Regions from separate parts of the Anas platyrhynchos genome. Here region 2 is linked to region 1. The links are chromatin contacts, called in public Hi-C maps. All regions are on one chromosome and are shown on one strand. Each heading gives the region's core, a stretch centred on a gene start, on an enhancer-like site or on the middle of the called end of the contact. The rest is flanking DNA. Distances are from core to core; before and after follow the strand shown.

Evidence for each region. Hi-C and Micro-C count contacts between places; a contact is called where the count stands out from the background.
Region 2: a Hi-C map of skeletal muscle shows a contact between it and region 1, with 6 times the contacts expected there. The contact joins the enhancer-like site here to the promoter of LOC106016036 in region 1. A contact is called at or near these places in 4 of 8 Hi-C or Micro-C datasets (liver, skeletal muscle and subcutaneous adipose tissue).

The regions. Positions count from the first base shown.
Region 1 is chr12:2,728,495-2,733,862 of IASCAAS_PekinDuck_T2T, forward strand. It overlaps LOC106016036 (dual specificity protein phosphatase 22-A-like), which reads left to right and starts at 3,071. Exons shown (of 8, transcript XM_038185402.2): 1 at 3,071-3,285; 2 at 4,114-4,147; 3 at 4,543-4,625. The coding sequence starts at 3,265. COX4I1 (cytochrome c oxidase subunit 4I1) reads left to right here. Exons shown (of 5, transcript XM_027466843.3): 4 at 680-811; 5 at 1,478-1,744. The coding sequence ends at 1,614.
Region 2 is chr12:2,780,798-2,786,358 of IASCAAS_PekinDuck_T2T, forward strand. No RefSeq gene overlaps it. Among named protein-coding and RNA genes, the nearest start is that of IRF8, 41 kb to the left of the region's middle. Within about 2 kb of position 2,799, at least 1 of the 8 cell types and tissues checked has an H3K27ac peak or open chromatin away from gene starts, as enhancers often do.

The DNA.
Region 1 (5,368 bases), core at 1,821-4,320:
ACAAGGAACTTAGCGGTAATTCAAGCTCAGCAGCCTCTTCCCTTTCCTCCAAAAATACCCAGCTGTTCCTTTATTGCAATCTGTTACCAACAGGCCAAAAAAAAATCCCTCTTCTTGGTAACAAGATGTAATCCTATTAGTCAAGCTGAATAAAATGAACCCCGTGTGCTCTAATGCAGGACCTGTGAGCAGCGCAGCGCCCACCTGCAGCAGACAGGAGGTGTAAAACCCTCAGGTGTTCATAAACACTTCGTAAATCTGATGCTGCTCTGAACTCTGGAGTCTCAAAGCCTTTTAAACACACAGTTTCTGCTCAAACCATTTGTGTTAGGGAGCCGTGTGGTAAATGGTTGTACTGGGAATTGCAGGCAGGGAAGGAAATTTGTTTCTTCTTCCTCTTTGCCTCTTATACAACCTTTGTACAACTGCACGGTCGTTTTTAAAGTGAGACCAACACTGTCTTTGCTCACGAGAAGTACAGAAATGATGTGAAATACAGCTCCTTTATTTTGGCACTTGATCTTTTTATGGAAGAGGCCAGCTAATTCCAAAGCTATTCCAACATCCCTTCCATTTCAGACCGCTTTAGGCCTTGGTCACCTCCCTCTAGCAGGTGTGGTGTTGCCTGCAAGATGCAGGAAAAGTATAAAATAAACGATTTGCTTCATTTTTTCCTCAGTGTACCGCATCAAATTCAACGAGACCTATGCAGAAATGAACAAAGGAACAAACGAATGGAAGACCGTCCTCGGGGGAGTGCTGTTCTTTCTTGGCCTAACTGGTGTCATCCTCATCTGGCAGAAAATTTACAGTAAGTGGGCGCTGAGGGGTGTTCCGGCATGATTTACGAGCTCGGTTGGCATCTGAGGTAGGAAACTTGCCATAAATGGGTTCAGGGTTTCAAAACGGTGTGTGGAACGGGAGCTTCTGTTTGGTAGCCTTGGAAAACTCAGCTCTGGGGTTGTGACCGGATGGATACAGGTGGGTACGGAGCGAAAATGTTCAGCAAATCGACTCGTGGAGAGTTAAATCTTGTGGAGGGAGCTTTGGAGGAAAGGGAGGGGAAAGAGTAACGATAAATTAACAATCCCAGACCTTCCCTCTCTGTGAAACTCGCTGTTGCACGAGCTTATTGCCTTTCTGGCTGTAAACATTTGGGTTTCTGCCACCTTTGGCTTTGCTCCCAGCCAAAGATCCTGCTGCGAGGGAGCCCCCCAGCGGCTTGGGGCAGCGCACGAGGTCGGGCGGGGGGCCCAGCCATATTTAGGAGGAGGATCTTGGTATAAACAGAACCGAGGTGGGAATCTGCTGAGCTGAAAGCTTCAAAAATTGAACTCGGAGAGCTTTGCTTTGATGGGTGATGGCGTGCAGGTGGTCAGAATTGATTGTTTTTTGGGGGGAAAAAGCGTCTCATTAACAAAATGTGTCCCCCCATCGCCCACTTGCTCAGCTTGTCTCTGTTCCTCCCCCGTGGCAGTGTACGGCCCTATTCCGCACACCTTCTCCGACGAGTGGGTGTCCATGCAGACGAAGAGAATGTTGGACATGCGAATTAACCCCGTGGAGGGCATTTCCTCCCAGTGGGATTTCGAGAAGAACGAGTGGAAGAAGTGAGGCGACTTCAGTGGAACCTGCTCTGCTTGAACATGAAATGATTCCATCACCTGCGTGTGACCTCGTTGCTCATGTACTGGAACAACCTCTCCACCTAAATAGATGATAATAAACCTCTGGTTAACTTGAAGGTTTCCTTTTTATTGACCTGCAGGTGCCTTTGGGACGGGAATTTGTAGAGCAGCGTGAGGGGGAAGGGTTTTTCCAGGCAGTCGTGTCGTGGCTGATGTGTAGGGAGCGTTAATTGGTAAAAGGGAATGAAACACTCGTGTTTCTTGGGGGAAATTAGTAAGGTGACAGTCAGTTTGCTTCAAATACAACACTTTTCATTGAAAACACTTCAGATTGTCAGAATTCAAGCAACAAAAATCTCACCCAGCTCTGCAGGGGGATGGTGCTGAGCGTTCAGCCCAGACGCAGCTTTTCTGGGGCAGGAATAGGTTCCTGGGAGGAGCGCTGCCTTTTCCCTCACCTCTTTAAGGGCATGATTCTGGGATCCAGCCAGGAGTCGCGCTGCAGAGGCCCGAGCTACGTGTAAGGCAAGCGGATCCCAGCTCCGTGTCCCATAACAGCCCCAAAAATAGCTCGGCAGAGCTCTGCGAGGCAGCGGGGTGGATCAGAGCAGGGCACGTGGTGGGGATATTCCACTTCTCCCTGCGAAGGGAGCCTGGTTCTGTGTTTGTTTTTTTCTCCTCCACTTTTCCATCTGCAGCTGGGGAGGGACACAAACGCCACCCTTTTTGGGAGCACCCCAGGCCTTTTACTGGATGCAGAGCGAGCCCTGCTCTAGAGCTCAGACACAGCTTGGTGTTTTCAGGGCCTGAGCCATGAAGCCTGGCGCCTCTGCTCTGCCTGGGGCTGCCAAATTTCACAGAATCTCTCTCCTTGGGGCTCCCCACCAACGTGTGGCCTGCCTTCCTGCAGGCAGGCTCCTGCCTTTTTGGCTGCCTCCAGAGATCAAAGCCATTAAATCGAATTAAATTTGCTTCTTTCCTTTTTTTTCTATTTTTTTTTCCTTCTTTATATAGCCTCTGACAGGCCAACAGTATCGATCTGGGAGGTGGGTGCTGGGCTGCTGGATAAATCTTTGAGGGGTGATGTTTGGAAGCGTGTGCTGGGGTTAGGAGCCCTACAGCTCTCCCCACCTCCCTTGCTGCAAGGGGGGGGAGATGGGCTCGTCCCTGCTGCTGCTCCAGCAGCCTGCCACGCTCTGTTTTTTTGAGGTAAGTGCCTCATTCTACAATTTTTATTCCCATTCCTGTGACTGGAAGGAATTAGCCTGACTGGGAGAGAAATCCTGCCAAGCTCACCGCTTGCACCAGCTCGCAGCATCCCAGGCGTCCTCTTCTTCCCTCTCCCCAAAATGCCAAGCTTCTGCAAAAGCCCTGGCGAGCCGAGGAGTCCGGAAGGGAAACCTGAGCCTCGCCACGGCCCCGGGTCCTTATTTTGTCCTCCCCTGCCCCGCAGCAGCCGCTGGCCCCGATCCCTTTGCCCAGCAGCGCGGTGGTGAGGAGCTGGAGCAGATCTCAGTGGGCTGAGCTCGGTGGGGCTCCCCGTGCTCCCCTCACCTGGGATTTTGGGGTGTTTATTTGCAGATAGCCCCGGATACCAAGAGGCTGCCCGAGTCCTGAACCCGGGGAGAGAAAAACCATGGGGAGCGGGATGAGCAAGGTACTGGGGGGACTGGGAGGTACTGGGCCCTTCTGCTTTATTGGGGGGTGCCACCGTGGTGCCCTAAACGCATCCATTTCCACCGTCCCTTTCTCACCCCCCTTCAAACTTTAAGCACTTAAAGGGAATTCCCCCCACCCTCTTTAAAGCACCGACCCTGTTTTATAGCCCAGCGATGAGCTCGGTGCCTTGGGGTGCCTAAAAAGCAGCAGCTGGCTTTGATGCTCATCCTGCGGGCGGTAACTCCACGGCATTAACACCTTTGGGGCTGCCGGGGGTCCCGGGGGGTGTGCAGGGGGAATTTTCCTCCCCTGGTCACCTCCTGGATGTGTCCGTGCCCGGCTGCAGGGTGCTGTGAATGGGCAAAGGGGGTTTTAGCTGGTGCTTGGTGCTCAGGGCCGGTGGAGAGGATCAAATTCTGTTTGTGCCCTTAAATAGCTGCTCGTGATGTGCCTCGCCCGGTATAAAATTAAACTCTGGGACAGCCACGCTGCAGCACGCGGGATAAATGTAATTTGGAAACCGTGGCAGAGAGCTGGAGACAAAATCTGAGTAAAAGGCACTTACTGCAACATCTCGGCCAGAAAATAACCACAAACAGCCCGTGCTTTTGCCCATCTGTCCCCAGCTGGTGGAGGCAACCTTTGGAACCGTTTGCAGGAGGAGGTGGCCGTGGAAAAGCGAACCACAGCCCGCTCCCGGGGTGATGGGGTCCCTGCTGGAGCTGGTTTGGGATGAGCATTTGGGGTTTTGGGCCTCGGGAAGTAAAAATATGGTGTGGCACGTGGAGGGCCAGCTCTGCTCCTTGTCTCCTTTGTCTCCTCGCAGGTGGTGACGGGTCTCTACCTGGGGAACATCCGCGGTGAGTGCGCAGCTGCCCCCGGGGCATGGGAAGGGGACACCTGTGGGGTCCCCACAGCTGAGCGATGAGGACCCCACTGGCTGGAAGCCTCCCCTGCGTTTCGAATGGCTTGGCTTGGCTTGGAAAAGACCTTAAAAATCGTTCAGTTCCAACCCCAGAGAGGGTTTTGCCAGGACAATATTTACAGTGGGGCTGACACCTGGCTTGGGTTCCACCCTGCTCCAGGGTTAGGGCCATCCTGGGGGCTCTGTGCCATTCATTTTGGGTATTTTTCACCCAAGCCTGGCCTCCCTGCATCACCCGGGGATGAGGACGATGGCTGTGGGCTGTGCTGAGGGCTCGGTGGAGCAGCTTGGGCGGCAGGGCCACCTCTCACACCTCGCTCCTGCTTCCAGACTCGGAGGACGTGGCCAGCCTGCGGAGGCACGGCGTGACACACGTCCTCTCCGTGCACACCGGAGCCAAACCGGTGCTGGAGGTGAGTCTGAGGGTTCGGGGGGGCTGCGTGGCGAGGCCGGGACGCGGTGCCAGCTGGTGCCAAGGGGACGCAGTGCCCACCTCCTGCTGCACGCCGAGGGGATGGCGACGCTGCCTTGGCACCGAGCGGTGCCAAATTGCGCCCAGCGCTGGGAGCGGGGTGGATGAGGACCACGGCTGCCTCCTGGCAGGATTTGGGGGAAAAAAATCCAGCTGGAGGCAGGGGGTGCCCGGCCCCGTGGTGCTGCCGTGGGCAGGGGCCACGAGAGGGCAGCGGTGCCCCGCGCACGGCAGCGCCGGGGACGCATCCAGCCCCAGCAGCGCAGGATGGGGATTTTGGGGAGCCCCCGGGGCTTGTTGTGCTCCCCCTGCCCCGGGGCAGCCTGTGAAGCCCGTGGGGACCCCCCTCGATCCTGGGCTCCCACCCCATGCCCTCTTTTTTTGGTGCTGCTGTGGTTCTGGCGTCGGGTTTGGGGCTGAGAGATGAGGATCCCTAAAAGCATGGCGGTGGCAGTCCTGTCCCCGAGGTCCTGGTGGCACCCCTGGGTGCCCCCACCCACTGTGGCAGGGCAGGTGAAAGGGTCTGAGAGGGGAAACTGAGGCAGGGGGGGATATGGGGTGGGTGCAGGGTGCTCGGCCGGGGCTGTGCATGTGGGTGAGCTGGTGCACGAGTGAGAATGAGAGATCCTGGGGGCTTCGTTGCTCTTCTTGGTGTGGATCTGCGCGGTGTGCAGCTGGAGCTGG
Region 2 (5,561 bases), core at 1,549-4,048, 52 kb after region 1:
GCATCACCCCAGGGTGCTGGGATGGGCATGTAGGCATCCTGCACTCCTGCTCCTTGCCAGGAGCCCTCTGCTTCTAGCCACTGGCTCCGAAGGATCTGGATGCAATCCTGGATGTGCAGCAGGCAGGGGTCCTGCTGGGGATGTGCAGGGTTAAGGGGAAGGAAAGCAGGGTGGCAAGCTGTAGGCACCCTCGGCTGGTCCTGCGGGCTCCCAATCCTGCTGTGCGGGCATGAAGACTGGGGAGATTTGGGTATTTGGAGAGGGATTTATTTCCCCAGCAGCGAGGATCACGCTTCAAGCTTTTTGCTCACCAGAGGAATGAAGGCTGCTGATCTTGGGAAGATGCCTCGCGCACAGAGCTGGCAGGAGCAGGAAAACAACATCAGCAGCTCCCTCGCTTATCCCTGCAAAAATTCCCTTCCCAAGAAAAAAAAAGATTAAGCAGTCATTTTTTGCAGCATGCAGGCACTGCTGCGCGCAGGGGAATGGGAGCAAGGGGATGAATGCTGCCCCTGGGTGCGCAGCCCCAGCTCTGCAGCTCCTGGCCCAGCTCCTGGGCGTTGCAGGAGCCGTGTGGGTGCAGGCACCCAGCCGGTGACCCCGGGGCAAGCAGCACACTGCAAAATCCTGCTGGCGGCCAGGAGCTGTGCCGGGGTCAGCGGCACTGACGTGCACGCTGCAAATCTTCCAGCTGTGGAGCGTACGCAGGCACGGCAAGCCAGAGCAGTGAGGGGGGGTTATTTCCAAGCCCTCCTGCCTTGCAGCTGATGGGGATTTGCAAGGAAAATGTTGCTGTTTTTGCATGCCTGAAGTGTCAGGTTTGTGCCCCTTGGAGGGGAGGGTGGCAGCTGCAAAGGACCCCCGGGCAGGGGGGGAGTGAGAGATGTCCCACGGGCAGGAAACCTGGGAATGGCAGCAGACTGCAGCGTCTGTTTTGATCACACTTGGAGAATGAGCAGGGTTTATTGCACCGAAAGCGATAATAAATGGGCTGAGTGTGGTAGAAAAATGAAGTCTGCGGAGAGGAGGAGATGCCAGATCGTTGTGTTGCGGGGTGTGTGTGGGTAATTGGGAGAAAATCTGTGTGGTGGGGCAAGACCAGAATGCAGCTTGGCTATTTTCAGGGCTTTGCATCATGAGATGCTCTTCCCCCTCCCTCAGGATTGGGCTTATTTCTGTTTCGCTTCTGCCCCGTGTTGCTATGGGTCCAATATCAGTGTCTCAGGGGTCACCGGCCAAGCAGAAGGGCTCAGTGCCAGCCTGGATGGACCTCAGGGTGTGCTGCACCAAAAGGGGTGGCAACGACCCACAGCCCACCACCAGTGCATCCCAGTGGCAGGTTTCCATCCCATCCCATCCCATCCCATCCCATCCCATCCCATCCCATCCCATCCCATCCCATCCCATCCCATCCCATCCCATCCCATCCCATCTGCTCCCCAGGCCACCCCCAGCCCTCCACCAGGATCAACCAGGGCTTTGATTTCAAAGCCTTTTTTTTTTTTTTTTTTTCTTCCTTTTTTTTTTTTTTTTGGCTGAATTTCCTCCCTCCTTGAAGATCCATATCTCCCCCCTGCTCTTATATAGCACCTATTAGGCTGCTACCTACATGTCACCGGGGGGGAGCACAGCTGTGCCGCGCTGACCCCCACTAAATCTCCCAGGGGCTCGGCGAGGTCTGCAGAGCCGATAGCGACAGTTCCCGGGGGTGCCATATAACAGCGAGGGGGCTGTTTGCACCAAAGGGCCCCTGACACGCAGCAGAGACCATACATCAGCTGGGGGACTTTGATTCAGATAGCGATCTGCACAGGGCTCGCCTTGATTTGGGTTTTACGACCCTGCTTTCCCCCAGACCAGGGCGCGTCGGCATCCAAGGGGCGGCAGCGGCCGTGCGGGGCCATGGGCGCTTGCAGGAGGTCCTGGAGGAAATTGGGGGTGCAGGGAAAGCAGGGCAGGTTTTTCCTTTTTCTCCTTCCCTCCAAGAAAATAGGGACAATTCCCATTTTATTTAAAATTCAAGTAGAGACCAGTTTTATTTAAAATTAAAGTAGAGACCAGTTTTATTTAAAATTAAAATAGGGACCAATTTTATTTAAAGATACAGGGGGGAATAGGAGTGGAAGAAAAAGCCAGATAAAGACTATTTTTGGCATGCATTATTCCTGCCTTTCTCCTTTCCTCACACTGGGTGGACTCCAGCATGTGCCTGGGCTTTTGTCCGCAGGGCAGAGCTGGCGTAGGGGATGAATGAGGAGAAATTGGCCGTTTTTTTCAGGAAAAAGCAGCATTATGTCACACAAAAGCACAAAAATCTGCTGTGTTATTCCGCACACCGGCACGGCGTGGATGCTAAGTGCACCTCCTGAAGGATTAATGGGGATGGAGGCAGGGAGCATCGCTTGGCCGAGCTGCCCCAGGGTGCTCCCTGCTCTGGGGGTGCGCACCCCAAAGCACCCCTCAGCACACGGGGGGGCTTCTGTGCATCCCTGCCCCACACCTAGAGCCCTCTGGGTGCATTTTGGCGCAGGTTTGGGTGCGTTTGGGGTTGCTTGCTTCCTTCCCACTGGAATCAAAGCTCCAGCCAACCCCCTGAGCATCCTTGTAGGAAGGTTTTTGGGCTCGGAGCTGCACCTGCGTGGCTTGGGGAGCACCTCCAGGTAGGGGAATTGTAAATCCCATTACAAAGCTGCGCTGCTCATCCCCGCGAGCATCACTGAACACTCCTCCTCCTCTGCTGAGTGGTAGCCAGCCGCATTCCCAAACAGTATCTGCTGCTATTGCATTAATTACAGTAATCTAATGGGAAACGTAAACAGGAAGGCTCGGGGGGAGATAAGGGGCGCGGGCGCTGTGGGACGCGAGGCAGGGCTGCGCGGCTCCCTCTGGCGCAAGGAATGGGGTTCAGAGGAAAGTTCACTCTCCAGCTCGCGGCTGGCCACCGCTCAAAGGCGTTAATTAGGGCGGACCGATAGCAATCGGGGCAGCGTCCCCATCCGTTTCCCCTTTTTGGTGACAGCCGCATTCCTGAAGTTCAGCTCTGGAGGCATAACGCCTTCGGTGCAGCAGGAGCTGGGACTGACGTGCTGCTGTGTGAGAGATGCATTATTTTTATTTTTCATCCCCCGTGGTTCGATCCCACCTGAGCTGAGCTGCTTCCAGTGCTCTCCTTTCAGTTCGGGCGCAGGCTTGGGCGGGGAAGCGAGCAGGATGGCCGTGAAGTTCCTCCTTTTATTCCACCTTCTCCTTTTATTTCATTCTCCTCTGATTCTCATTTTCATGTCCAAAAATCAGTTTCTTTAGCACTTCCCCCTTTTGAGGCTCCAGCTTCCCCTTCTGCCCCGCTGTGCCTGCAAACGCCGTGCCAGGGGGAGAGGTGTGCCACAGGGGCTTTATTTTTGGCTCCGTAACAACCAGAGAGCATCTCCAAAAGCCCTTTCTCACATCTCCCCAGTGTGCCAGACACTTCCAAGCTCAGATCCTGCTGGCGATGAGTCCTGCAGGGAGGCAAAAGCCTCTCCTGGCATCCCTCTGGCTGGAAGCTGTGCCTGGCCCCGTGTCCTCCTTTGTTTTTTTGGTGTTGTGATGGAAGAGAAATACAGTGTAGTGACTTGGTGGGGAGAAACTTTTTTGCTCAAACCAAAATAAATTTGTATTCTCAACCTGCTTTGCAAGCAGGCTTTGTTTCTCTTGCAGAGCAAGCCTTTGTGTTTCCATTTGGAGAGGGGGGATAAAATCACCGATACTCTTGGCAAACAAATTCCCTCTTCTTGCTCCTGCCCTGAGCCTGACCGCACTGCAGAAATCCTGCTCATCTCCTGTAAAAATCTAAATCAAATGAATTTTATGGATTTTAGAGATGTTGGAAGTGCGAATCCGGTCCTCTCCCCACCCTTGGTGGAAACCCACGGCATCTCTCCTGCTAAGCCCGCTGCCTTGAGTTCATCTGGATTTATACCGGTGCAATTGAGAGCGTAACGTGGCTCCGAGCCCCTTTGAACTCCCTTGCCGAGAAAACAAGGGAAGCGTGTAAACCCGGCTATTACAAGGCCTCTCTCCTGTTGCTGCTCAATTTAAGATCCATCTGGAACAATAAAAGCAGCGCCGCTGCCAGCGCCGCGCTCGCGGAGCCATGGCCCCGCGGTCCCTCGCCGCTGCCTCTGCCCTGTTCTCCTGGCTTTCAAGTCACCTCCTTTATAACGAGAGAAAAGCGACGCGTCTGCCAGCCTGCTCTGCGGCGCGAGGCTCCCAGAAGGTGGATTTGTGAATGGTTGGCCGGTCATTACACGCCTCGGGGCCGTAATTTTTTTTTTTCCACACCGGTTCGGGGAGGAAGTTTGCAGGATGTTATCAGCATCCTGTTTCTGTGACCTGCTGAGCAATAGCATGTAAATATGTCTCCCCTTCACCACACCCCAGTGTCAACCTTTTGGCTCCTGTCTGCTGGCCATGTTCTGCAAGATTAATGTGTTGGGTTTTTTCTTTTTTTTTTCTTTTTTCTTTTCTTTTTGACTGTGGGCAGAACCGTGTCGCTAGAGGGGACGGGTTTTTGTTCTGTGTTTCTGCATGTGCAGAGAAACTCTGTGCTGTGTTTTCACCAGCATTCATGATATTGGCCATTATCCATCTAATTCTGTCGCTGGAGCTCGCCTGGCAGCACAGCTTTCCATTGGAAATAGCTGGGCCGCAACTGAATCCTTTGCAGGAAATGCCTTCGTTTCATTGAAAAATGTCAAGAAAAGAATATGAAAGGGGGACCCGCTCGAGCCTTCTCGTTCCCTATTGATGTTCGTGTAATTTTATAATCACACGGTACCTCTAATATTAGCATAATATTTCAATCTCCCTGGAACAAAACATTCCGATGGTTCCAAATGCATGTATTTAGGCATTCTTGTTCCAAGGGGAAAAAGAGAAGAAGGTGAAATGCCAACTGCTCAGACTGCCTCGGGGTGAAAACAAAACTCAGAAACTCCTCTCAGAAGATGGATTTGGCTTTTTCCCCATCCCATGCCCTGGCCCATCCTTCTCCTTGCTGGCCTGGGAGCAGGGCTGGTCCCACGAGGCTGGTTTTTCTATGGAGGCGCCCCGTGGGGATGAACACAGCCCCCGAGGTACCTGCAGGGGAAGCAGGAGCACAAATAAAACATCAGGGGAAGGTTACGGGGTGGCAGCAGCCATAAAGGATGGGGTCTGCAGGAGTGTGAGGGGTTGCACCCATGGGTGGGCTGGTGGTGATGCTGATTTTTGGCTCCCCCCAGGCTGGTACACCCATACCACAGCTTTAGCCACTTGTTTGTGTTTCCCAGGGTAAAGTCCAAGGTATTCAATGGGCCAGTCTGGAAAAAAAAAGTGGTTGTAGATGTCTACAAAGCCATGACCAACCTGGAAAAGGTAAGTACGAAATACCCCATCTGTTCCAGCAAGAACAACCAGGAGGAGGTGGCTGTTCCCAAAAAACAGTGTCCAGGGGACACTGGGGTCCCTGAGAGATTTATCTGATGGGTCACTGCTACACGGAAACCTCGTTTGTCCCAGCAAGTCCATGGGCTGAAGATTAG